2 separate regions of the Anas platyrhynchos genome follow, and region 2 is linked to region 1. Evidence: chromatin contacts called from public Hi-C data. All regions are on one chromosome and are shown on one strand. Each heading gives the region's core, a stretch centred on a gene start, on an enhancer-like site or on the middle of the called end of the contact. The rest is flanking DNA. Distances are from core to core; before and after follow the strand shown.

The links. Hi-C and Micro-C count contacts between places; a contact is called where the count stands out from the background.
Region 2: a Hi-C map of skeletal muscle shows a contact between it and region 1, with 2.3 times the contacts expected there. The contact joins two enhancer-like sites. A contact is called at or near these places in 2 of 8 Hi-C or Micro-C datasets (skeletal muscle and subcutaneous adipose tissue).

Annotation. Positions count from the first base shown.
Region 1 is chr2:144,493,219-144,499,490 of IASCAAS_PekinDuck_T2T, reverse strand. All of the region lies in intron 3 of EPC1 (enhancer of polycomb homolog 1), which reads left to right. Among named protein-coding and RNA genes, the nearest start is that of EPC1, 35 kb to the left of the region's middle. Within about 2 kb of position 3,825, at least 3 of the 8 cell types and tissues checked have an H3K27ac peak or open chromatin away from gene starts, as enhancers often do.
Region 2 is chr2:144,621,957-144,628,228 of IASCAAS_PekinDuck_T2T, reverse strand. No RefSeq gene overlaps it. Among named protein-coding and RNA genes, the nearest start is that of ITGB1, 20 kb to the right of the region's middle. Within about 2 kb of position 2,203, at least 1 of the 8 cell types and tissues checked has an H3K27ac peak or open chromatin away from gene starts, as enhancers often do.

The DNA.
Region 1 (6,272 bases), core at 2,576-5,075:
CCAGCATTTGGCAGCAGTATCGCTTCCAGGGATGGAGAGAGAGAACATCATCTTAGTTTGGCTTATTGTTCCTGAACTGACTGAACTAGGTCAGATCTTTACCGTAATACTGAGAAGATGGAGAAAGCAGGTACACATTGTCTCGTGGGTTCTTGATATGGTAGTTCCCTTTAACTAGTTCCCTTTAACTAAGCTAGTGGTTCTTGATATGGTAGTTCCCTTTAACTTAGCAATGTGGAAAGGAATAAAACACCTACTTAAGGAAGAGGCCACACACAGCCACGTATTTGAGAACCTCAGGTAGGTGTTGGAACCAAGGTGCTGTCAGAAATACCCAAACACGCAAATGAAAATGGATTGAAATGCCTTCTAGGTGGTTTTTATAAAGTTTTCTGAAGCATTAGTCTCAAAGACTTTTATCTCCATGTATCAGTGATATTTTGTTGATAAGCATAAAGGAAACGGCTTCCCCACTATGACGTTGGGGCTTAAGTGTGGTTCTAAATACCATAGGGACTTTTTTGTGATAGCAAACTGTGGCAAATACTTGGTCATTTTGGTTAGAATTTCTTGTTAACAACACATTTTATCTTTATGCCTAGTTCTGTTTTTTGTTTTTTTTTTTTTTTAACCTTTCATTATAATGTTGTTTTTCCTTTCTGTTGATCAGTTATTATTTGGTCTTTATTTTCAGTGTGGGGGAAAAATGTGGGAGCTGAGCAGAATGATGATTGAATGTGGCAAGCGGTATGAAACCAAGACTGTAATCGGCAATTTAAAGGCAGCTCCTATTTTTACTCTAAAAACGTAACCAGTGTCAAGTTGATGGTTTTCAAGACATGAAGTGTATTTATAAAAGATTATTTAGCACATGTTAATGGCGGTAGAGCTAAAATACTCTGTGCACAGAAGGGACTTGAACTGATGCAGAGCACAAAATCTGACGTGCAGTCCTCTGGTAGTTTACATAGGGCTTGGTGGGAAAAGGGAGAGACAGGATGGCTAGTGTAATAGGATCTTTTAGGTTTCATAAAAGGGTTTCTCTGCTGATACTGAGTCCAAGAATACAGTCCACGTATTTGGGAATGACACAAAGTTTCTAAAATACCTATAACGCTTCAATATATTATATTATATATATATAAAAAAGCATGGTTATTCATACCACAGCTTTGTTCCCTGGGCACCAGGAGTTAGTTACCCATTCAGAAGCGTAACAGTCTGCAGCTGCACATTTGGTGGAGATGCAGGTAGCTCTGTGTTGTGTTCCACGTAGGTGTGATACAGTTGTTCGGGGGATGATGAGTAGCGTTCTGGGGTTTGACTGCTCTGGCTTTGGTAGGTGGAGGTGGTAACATCAAGGTTGATCTCCGTGAGAGATCGCGTGCATTTAACTTGTGCTGTGGGTACAGGCTTCTGCAAATACAATAGATACAAGGAATGAAGACGTAAGGAATACCAGTGTGACATTCGGTTTTGGGGTTTTTTTGGATGTCTGAAAGGTCCTAACACCTTTGTCTTACCAGCATTCAGGTCAATTTAAAATACCACTTTGCATTTGAAAAAGGCAGCAAAAATTTGCCTGGGCTGAAAAAACTGACAGTGTGGCCTGAATTTATGGATGCTGTCATATTTTAAATCCCATTCGGTGTTCATATTTTGTCCCAGTCAGACAGTTAAGTCTCACACTGTACACAGAAAGAATAACCATGACAGTTACAATGCATTGAGCTTATGAGCACTAGGGAAGTGCTTGTCCTTACTGTAAACCTTCCCTCTTCACCCTCTATTCTTCTCTCCTCCCTCTCCGCCTCTATATGACTTTACAGCCTCAAACCTGTCTCAGTTGCTCAGTGTTTATATCAGACTTCAAAACAAGTTTGATCATAATTGCACGTAAAAGGTCATGAATTTGGAATGCTAGTCTGTCCTGTGTTTTTAAAGGCAATCTAAATAAACTTGGAGATTACAAGACACTAAGAATAGCTGACCTATAAAGAATAATGATTTGGCATCTGACTCACACTGCATGTCATATTGCACTGTCTTTCAAAAAAAAAAAAAAAAAAAGGAAAAAAAAAAACATTTTTACTGGTCAGGAAACATGCAAGTTTATATTTTGTCTGAGCCTTTCTGCCTAATACAGGTTTCTGCTGTAGGCAGCATCTTGGAGCACTCAAATGGAGCTCTGTTCATTCCAAGCCAAGAAAGTGTCTAAATCTGTAGATTTGTGAACTGAAGACTGACACTGCAGCAGGAAGTACACAGATAAGCTCATCACAGTGGTGTAATCTTTGGAAAGTCTATTTTAAGTTATTCAGCATTGCACCTGTCATTGTCGCTAGCGAAGAAGCGCTCCTCCTTCCACCTTTGTGGCATCAGACCTGAAATTCTGGTCTGCTGGCTGTTGTGAATACAGATGCTAATAGAGTTTAGTAGAAAAGTACTGATAGATTTTACTTGCATTTTCAGAGTCTTGTGACAAAATTTAGCTGATGAGGGCAGTTGCATGCTAATTGCTAGGACGGTTTCTTCTTTACTACATGTCTTACACAGTGCAATTCTGAGCATCTCTTCTAGCATTTTTACAAGGCTTATTTTGGTTTTCCCAGATATCTTAACAATTATCTTGATAGTTTTGCCATCTAGGTACATGAAAGCCCTACTTTTCTTCCCAACAGTTACATGCTGTACGGCGCTTTTTTTTTCTTGTAACAAAAGTTATGATTTGAAGGAATGTGAGATGGGAGCTTTGATATCGCTGACACTGACAGTTGCTGAAGGGATATGGTTAGGCATACTTTGGCGGTCTGTGTATTTTGCAGCCCGTGCTTCTGCTCATCACTACATAATAGCTTCTTTCCACTGTTGTGTGAGGTCTTAAACAGAGGAAGAAAGTACTTAAAAAGTAAATGCTCTGGAATCTACAAATATGTGCTTGTTTAACCAGCTGGGTTTTAGCCATCAGTATGATTTGCCTTGTATCTTTTTTCTCTGAGCTTGCTTTCTTCCATGTAGGACTGAAATAAGTAGTACTGTGGGTTTATTTGTTTATTTTTGAAATTAAAAAAGAGCTTGATAGTTCAAGGAGATATTCTGGAAGCTTCCTCAGTTTGATGTTTTATACCTGTAAAATACAAGATTTTATATGAAATGTGTCTGTGACTGTTCTTGAAAGGTGCTTAGTCTCCTTAGGTTGATAAAGCAAGCTGCTTTCAGCTTGATTGCCTGACATGAGATGCTGAGCCTTAACTATTGAACAAACAAATTCATGCAAATGTTGATGCTCGGTTTTCTTGATGATGTTTTTGATGCTTTGCTGTCCCCATGTAACTTGAATACTGTAAAATATTCAGTATAAATATCAATCAAATTCTGTTACTACTTAAGTGTGAATGACTTCTTGAGGTAATGAAACTGTACTTTACAGAAGAGGTGGTTAAACCTGACAGGAATGCTGTAAACATGAGGCAGTCTTAGGGAAGGCGGTACAGCTGTTGTAGTTGTGTGTTAAAGATCCCTGTGTTAAACCCCATGGTTCAGTCACCTTTTTTATTTTTATTTGTTTATATTTAGTTTTTGTTTCTCTTGCTCATTTTCTCCCAACCAGAAGTGAGGTTGCATACCTGTTGGGTATGTGTCAAGCCTCTTTAACTCCAGAGTTGGGCAATGCACACTACTGAAAGTTCGTGGAAGAAATATGTCAATACCAAACATAGTGACTAAAATAAATGTGGCTTGAGCTCCCAGCTTCTGATATCATGTGGCTCAGGGGCTGTGAAAACGTGGCTGGTTTTTGCCCTGTTCTTAGCCTTCATGGGATGGCCATGGACTCCTTTTTGAGACCATGTATTAGGCTAAGTGGCTCCCTGATAAAGTACAATCTTGTCTTGTGGTTCGTTACCAAAACTGTTACTGCATTCTTTGAAGAGTTGGTTACTAGTTGGGCCTATGGTTTAGACTAACCCAGACAACCAGAGATTGACTACTTATTTTTAAAGGTCCTTGACTATAGCAGCACAACTGGATGTTTAGGAAGCTGACCTTCGAGCTCCAGGGAGTGTTAAGTTTAGATATTATTTTCAGGGTTTGTTTTTAATGATTTTTATCAAAAATAAATAAATCTCTTCTTCCTGTGAAGAAAAAACGAGTCTAAATCTTTAAGGAGATGTGGATCTGGGAAGCTGCTGATCCCTGCAGCTTGTGTGGTTTGGCTTGCGGAAGGCAATGGTTTTTAAACCTTCTGTAAGCTTATAATGGAAAGATACAGGCACTTCTCAAACTACATGTTACGGATTTATTCCCTTGCCTGGTGTTTTTTAGTGCCTTTTCTGTCTTGTTACTGTACTGCTGTCAAGCTGATGAATGGGTCAGTTTTGAGGTATGCTCTAAAGGCAAAGGAAAAAAGGGTTGGCTTAATGAGGGACACTGCAAGACTTGGTCTGAGGAACATTTTTGTGGAAGAAGTAGTTGATATTTCACTCCATGGCTGATGTAGAAAACTTCTGAGAGAAATGTAAAAGTTCACCCAACTTAGTTATCATCTTTTTGAGTCCTGTCATCTATGTAAATGGTGAAGTTCAGGGCAGGTGGTAGATCTCCAAGTGCTGTGCTCAGTGCTGTGCTCTGCCATACAGCAGGAGCAGTTGCAGCACCCTGTCTGAATGGAGCACAGCCGCGTGTGCCTGTGCATGCTAATACTCAGAAGAGCACTGAAACAATAGAAACTTGTTTCATGTGAAGTTGGGTACCGTGTTCCTCGTTATTCAAATGATGTTTTTTTTTTTTTTAGCAGTGCTCACTCTTGTTAACACTGATGTGATGTCCCTGTAACTAACAAAAATGCTGGAATACAAGTGTAGAGCTTTTGCCATACAAAATTGTTAGGTAGGATTGCTGACATGCAGTAATGTTCAAGCAAGTAACGAGATTGCTTTGGTTTTATTTTAGTTTGGGAACTTGATACAGTTTTCTTATGGGTCAACTAATGAAAAATCTTGACTTTCCACTTCCATGTCATACTAAGGGGGAAATGTTTTTGCCATAAAGGTTTATTCAGGCTCTCTGAAATGACTTTATAGTTGGAATTTGTGATGATAAAAGGCTGGATTTTAAGGGTTTTTTCATTCCCACATAGAGTGTATCCTGAAAGCTGTGACTTCATAAACTCCATCAAGTATTAGTTTTCTGATGCAGCCTGCTTTGAGCAGTGGAGGTCATGCCCTGGGCTACTGAAGTAATGTGCACTAAAAGCATCTTCGTGTGTCCTTCAGGATCCTTTAGTTAGGGTTCTGTTTAACGCGATCACTTAGGTAGCTTTGCATCATTCTCCCCAATGACTGCTGTGCAGCTGGAGCAGCGAGCCATGGTAAGGAAGTGGTAAGGCAGGCTTGCAGTTAATTCTGGAACTGTGAAATGCAGCTGTGTGGTGAAGTCAGGGGCGATGGGCTGAACTGCGCTGCTGTTGGATAGAGGCAGTTCCACCTTTTCCTTAGAGCTGGCTGTGGTTTATGCATTACCTCTCAGTGAACCCATTTAGCTCAGGCACAAGCAGAAGACAACTCACCTAAGAATAACTCCATGCATTTCTGGGCTGAATAGGCTGATTGCATGATAGCAAAGGAAAAGGTGGGGAGTTCTTACAGCTCTTAGCAACTCTAATGAAATAGGATAGCTCCTTCTGAGCTGTTAGTAATTTCCATACAAAACCATTCAAAGCAATGTTGAGCATTATGTTTCTGAGTGGATGTAGTGCGGTTGCAATTAGACAAGCTGCCACGCTGCTCCAGTCTTCTTAGGGAGTCTGGAGAGGATCTGTACCTGTGAATGCTGAGGTGTAGATTCAGTTGGTGAGCTATGTAATGTAGTCAGTGCATAAATGCTAAAGGTTTCCCAGTTCCCAGGATTCCTGTGTCGTGAATGTGCTCCTCCATAGCTTGCTCTGAGCTGATTTCACTTGTTTCTTTGTCTGTTTTTCCAGAGTAATTTGGAATATGAAACTAATCTTCATTCAGTCTTCTGGTAACAGGACAGCACATCACTCTGTTTCTTCAAGCATTGTTATGATCTCTAGTAATAATGTTGTTGGGCTTGTGGATCAAATGCCTGTGTCCTCCACCCCCGTACCACCATTCACTGAACAAATGTAACAAATGAAAATTTCCCAGAATGTGTAAGCAATTCCCTACTGGAAGTTCAAATATGGAAATAAGATTTTTCCAAGAAAAGGACAGGCTCCTTGTATACTCCTAGAAGTAACTGATTTGAGCATT
Region 2 (6,272 bases), core at 954-3,453, 130 kb before region 1:
TCATAGTTTCCCTTTGATATTGGGGACAGTCTCTGAGTTTTAGCATAAATTTGTATCTGTGCACTTATGCCCATCACATACTACATTGACTAAATTGTGGGATTTTCTGGTATTCTCTGCTGCCTTTTACTTCCCTATTTAAATCAAAAACCTCAGGATATGACATGGAAAACTCCTGCCCTATGCACAGAGTTAATGATGATCACCTATTCAGCTCAAGTCCTCTTAGAAAGAAATAATTCATCCTCAGGTTTTTCTCTGTTTGGATTCTGCAGGAGAAATTACTATGCAGTGACTCATCTGATGGATCATGAAGGCAGCAAAGGGGTCTAGGGGCTACAGATGAATCTTTTGCTGGCTATTCTGGTCAATATACAACTAATTGAAAAAGTAAGAGACATAGTCCATGGTTTAGAGAAGTTTCGTTTAAGAGAAAAAGAATCCTGAATTTCCTAAAGCATTTTGACTTAATTCAAAAGAATGTGCAACTGGTTAGGAAAGGGGATGGGTACTTACCCTTTGGTCTACAGGATATTTCTTGGGTTTGTTCAAGTTGATTGATTTTCTAAATCATTTTGAAAAGTCTGTATAACTTTTTGCTTCAATTACTGAGGTAAATATTAAGGAAAAAGTGACTACAATATTAGAAAGAATCTGCAGAGGTAGTGAAAGCCAAAATCAACTGAATTAAAAGATGTCAGTGATGTGAAAATGTAAAATTGCCTGTCTTGGGTCGTGTGCTGCTTGTGAGGATAAATCTGAAACATTCTTACTCGTAATAGTCACCACGATTATTTTTTGTTACCTTTTATATCAAATATGATGGATTCATTGTGTGCATACACTGGATTGCCCTGAATTTTTGAGGGGTCCCAAAAATAAGGTTGTCATATTCTTTAGATGTCTGTCAGTTCAATTATTTTTATTGATGCTATCAATTGCTGTTCTTGAATGACTTCCCATAGTGCTTTCTAATAATAAGTATTTTTCACTGTGAATTTTACCTGCAACCATAGAACACACACAGAACGAGTTACCAGCTTAGATTTTCTTTCTACATTGTTTATATGAGTTTGCTTACGCTGACCTTCCTTTGGAAAGAATATCTTTCCAAAATAATTTACATTTAAGCTAAACCGAAACAAAGGCGCCTGACAAAAATATGGCCTGTCAAAATCCAGCTTGAACTTCGACTTGTTGTTCAGATCTGCTTCCTTCCCTCCCCACACCCAGTAGTATTTGCTTTCTCTAATTCAAATATTTTCAATTCCACTTAATGTTCCCTTTCTCAACAGCTCACTTCCTCATTAATGCATAGAAAAATGTATGGTTTCAAATGTTTGCTCCATGGTCATCCGTAAAATTCACATAAGCAACAGCAGAGCTAAATGACAATCTTCAAGGCTTGGTTCTCTGAGACTTGGGCCATGTGGAATTAATTTTCCAAATTTTCACCAGTTTTTCTTTGTTAAATTGGTGAGGTTCAAACCATCTTCTTGTTACTACATTCCCTGCAAGTTTCTCTGCTCTCCAGTCGTATTTTGTTTACACCATTTATAATTAGCCTGTTACTAACCGTAACACCCATCTCCAAGCATTCACTTTAGTTATTTTTGGATCATAAAAACAGACTGATTGAAAATGAGACATAATAAATCATAATAGTATAGAAAGTTTAGAAAGATGAGTATGTCGACCACTCCTTCTCGTTGTGAGGACGGTGTCTCCTGCAGCGCCCCTGGACATGAAGCCAACACGGTACTGAAATAGGATTTGAACTACACCGCATCTATATTCAGACCTTCAGCTGTAGCATGGGAACATTCAGTTCATTTGCTTTAAGCCAAATTTCTGTTCTTCAAGTCCAGGGACTGCCACAGCATTGATTTGATCCTTGCTATATTTTAGTGCAACCCACAAGGGTTATTTTAATTGTGGTATCCATATGTAATTCGTAAGGACTGCTTTAGTGCTCTCCTCTCTGCTGTTCCCTTTCTTCCTTCCTTCCCTTCACCCAGCCTTGTGCCATCACCCAGCACATGACTTGCAAGCCTTTTGCACAGGTTTCTTATCAAACACAGGCTGCGAGACATCTGTCCTGTAGAGGACAGCTGTCCAGTAGGGGACATCCAGACGAGGCCTCCGGCAATCCTCCGCAGAAAACCTACTTCTTTCGAGGAACACTAGATGGCACACAACAACCACTGTATTATTTCTTTTTTGGTTCAGAAATTAAAAATCCTTTTTAAAGCATCAGCCTGGAACGTAACTAAGGGACCGAGTGCAAAACACGAGTCTCAGCACACTATAAAACCCACTGGGCCTTCCCAATAAAACCTCACCCCTCTTTCTCCATCAGAACTATTATTTTTCTACTTATAACTCTGCATAATTTGGCAGCTTCAGAAAGTAAACAGATTTTATTTAGTGGCTTGTTGAGAGGGAAGGGAATACTGTTGTTTCAGTGCAATATAAAATAATAGCGTGGCAAGCAAAGAAAAGCCCACTTGGTTCAGCAGCAGCTATAATTAATTCAAAAGACAACTGCTGGGACAAGATTCAAGTGATATAATAATCACTCACATGGTTTCCATTAAAGGATCTGTGTTTCAGTTTGTAAGAAAAATCCAGTACTCACTTCTACTCTTTATACACTGATAAGATTTTTTCCTCATCCTAAGAGATCCAAAAGCCCAGGGAAACAGATGCATTTTACTATTCCAAATTCATGTGCTGTTTTGTACCAGTGCTTAGCATGGGTCTGTTTTAATTCTGGGAAAAATATATATATATTGTCAAAAACTCCCTTGTGGGGAAAAAAATAAAAATAAAAATAAAAAAAAAAATAAAAAAGCACGTAACAAGGAAAAGCATTTATAGGACTCTTTATAGCTCATTTCCAAAAGACTAAGCCTATCAATTCCTGGTGCCACTTTACACAGTCATCACATTAGTATAAGGTGGTGCAACTTCTCTGTGTGAGTGAGGTTATAATTTAACTGAAAAGATGCGAACTTTCAACTTCCTGAGCTGTTAGTAATTGCCATAGCTTATTTGAAACCATGTCATGATTACTTGAGAAAGATCCAATTCTAAACTCACCTAAGCAGGAAGCCGTAAATGCAGTTTGCTGGAAGGAAGGGCAAAAAGCCTTCCTTGCTTGGATTAACACATACTATATGATGTAAGAGTGGGTAAGGGAGCCTTGACTCTGAGTGATTTCTTACTCCTCTTCTTCAGAAGCAGGACCCTCTTCTGTGAAAGCATCCCCAGGATGTAGAGCCAAGACCAGTATAAGGCACCCACGTGGTTGAGAGGTGACTCAGAACGGGAGAAATCAGCCTTTACTGCTAACCAAAGTCTCCAGCAGAGATGAGTGTTGTGTTTTGTTTTGTTTTTTTTTTTACTTTCATTTCCATTCATGTATTTTCACATTTTGCATTTCTTGTTACCTATTTTCAACTGTGTAAATAAGTAGTTTTATTTGTGTTTAACTTGCTCTGGTATCTCAGCTCAGAGTAACTGGCTGAACCCTACAGTACTGCATTCCTTCAGGAATGGTCCTGGGCATCTCTTCTCTGCGCCTCATACAACAAGGCATGTTTCCACATAGTTGCGTGACTGGTCTGAGATGGAAAAGTAGAGGCCTTGGGGGAAGAATGTATGCCTGCAAGTGTCATTAACCTAGAAAGTTATCCGGCAGTAAGCAGTCCAGTCTATTTGAGTTAAATAATATCTGTTTCAAGGATGCCATGGTTAAAAAAATGATGAAAAATTTGCAGTACTATGCAAGTCCTTACTCCAGCTTACAGGAAGTACACTTCAAAAAAATATTATTGCAAGCTTGTGTGTGGTGACAACTTGCTTGTAACAGCTGTATATAATTAAGGGATAGAAAGTAGCCAAGTATATGTAAACAGTTCTCCCATTTTTTGTAAAGAGCCATATATTTTTCATGTTACTTGGAACTATGGTTGCTAATTCTATATGTTTGTTGCTTGAAATTAATGGGATTATTTTTTTTTTTAATTTGGTAATTATCCAACAATTTTCATGCAAGATATTTGCTAGAGTTAAGCCATCTACATATCTACTTGTTCTGTATTTCTTTCACCTCCACACCATGACACAAATACATCTCAGAAAATTCTCAGGTTTTCACAAACAGATTTCTACGGATGTCTCACAGGAACTTAATAGCAGCAAATTAATGAAGATTGATTGGAGGTTTCCTAACAGTATGGGAACAGCTTAACATACCACCCCCCCCACCCCCCCACCCCCCTGGAATGAGGACGGAGTAAGAAGCGACCTTAAGAGGCAGAGGTCCTGCACCTGGGACCAGTTGTGCACTGATACAGCTCTACCACTTTCAGAACTACGCTTTGTGCCTCCACATGATGACTCGTTGTATGCAGTTTTACCAAACTGACAGGAAATGAGTGAAATAAGAAAGAGACATTTCTTCATGAGGGCATTCAGCACTGCAGAGTCAGATGCCTACTAGCTTGTCTGAAAGTGCCCTTGGGCCTTCTTCTGCATCTTTAACATACAGACACCTAAATACTTTTTGCTAACACTCTAGAGCAACTGTTGAAATTTGGTTGTAGGATCTTAGCAACATTTACTTTAATAAAACAACACAGGAATTAAATGTTAATATTTTCATTAATATTTTATCTAGACATATCCTATTATTCTGCTCTATATTATCTGCTATCCAGTAGACAACAAGAAGCCAAAGAGGTCACTTTATAACAGTCCACAGGAAACAAGAGCAGACTGGGAACAGGAGCAGTGTGATCTAGGCTCCAAATCGGCAGCAGGCTTCAGGCAGTAAACTGCTAATCCTGACGAAACATGCAAGGTTGTGGTGGCTTCCCCATCAGCTGTGTCTTTCAAGTGATCAGTGAAACACTCTCTGAAAGATAGACTTTATTCAAACAGGAATTTATGCAGGGCTTGTGTTATGCAGACGATAAACTAGATGATCTCAAGGATCCCTTATGGCTTTATAATTGATGAATAAAGAGCCTCTTTCACTGTTACAGACCCAGTATTTCAGCTCCTTCGGATCCAATGTGGTGTTAGCAGAACTGCTACAATGCATGAATTGTGTAAGATGCTTCTAACGCTGTGAAGGCCCCTTCAGAACACAATGGATAACAAGTGTGTGAAAGAATTGCTTTCAGTGTCCCATCAGGTCAGTTGCTTGAACACAAAGCACTGTTCAGCAAAGAATTACAGCATCTTTGTTCTATTCTCACGTTATGAATCCCTTTCACTGACATACATGGACCCATTAAATGTGATATGGCTGCAATATGGCTGCAGAAATATGAAGTCTTCCAAGATTAGCAGGAGGTATATAGGTGATTTATTTTGTCATTTCATGTAATCATTACTGTTTACAGAGGGGGTCTGAAATTCAGAACACAGTTAAACTTGGTTTATGAGAATCTTCCAGACTTATAAGTTGAGCAGAAAAGTGATTTGTTTTGAAAGGGGTAAAAGAAATATTGACAGGCTGTCTGAATTCAAAATTAGCCAGAAATTGCTCTATTAATACAAGCAGACAGATATTAGTGTCTAGACAACAGAAGAGCTGAGTTATAAAAAGTCATATATAAATCACATCTGACAAACCAAGACACCTTGTTTCTTATTATAAAAATTAGAACCATTTCATACATGTAGTCTGCAACAATTTCATGTCAGGAAGCGCTTGTGACATTAACTGTAGTATCTTAAACAGTGAAGGCAAGTTGGCTTGAAGAACCACTTCATAAAAGTCATGTCATGACTGTAGTTTCAGCAGTATTCTTGGCCAATATGCAGATATGCACAAACTAGCTCTTCCCCATCTACTTCAGATATGACAAGGAGGATAACCATGACACCACAGAGCTCGACTCTAACCACAGAGCCTTCCTAAGTAGATGCTGCAAACCATTCTAAGTTTCGTTTGGCCATTTCTATGGAGCTATGAGTAACCATGCTAATTTCAGTTTGAAACTAGCTCAGATAGTTTTCCTCTTACACTAACTACAGCAGTAACTGAAACACAGGCATACTTTGAGAGGCTCTTGATCAAATACTAGTGAACAAAATCATTCTAACTTGGAGTAGAGAAGAGGACATACCCAATAGGACAAACTGTTTCAAGTTTTACTTAAAATATTTATTAAAGATTTAGAAAAAAAGTATAAACAGTACATTTTGAAATGAAAATTATACTAATTTAGAATGGATTGCATATCTACAGAACACAT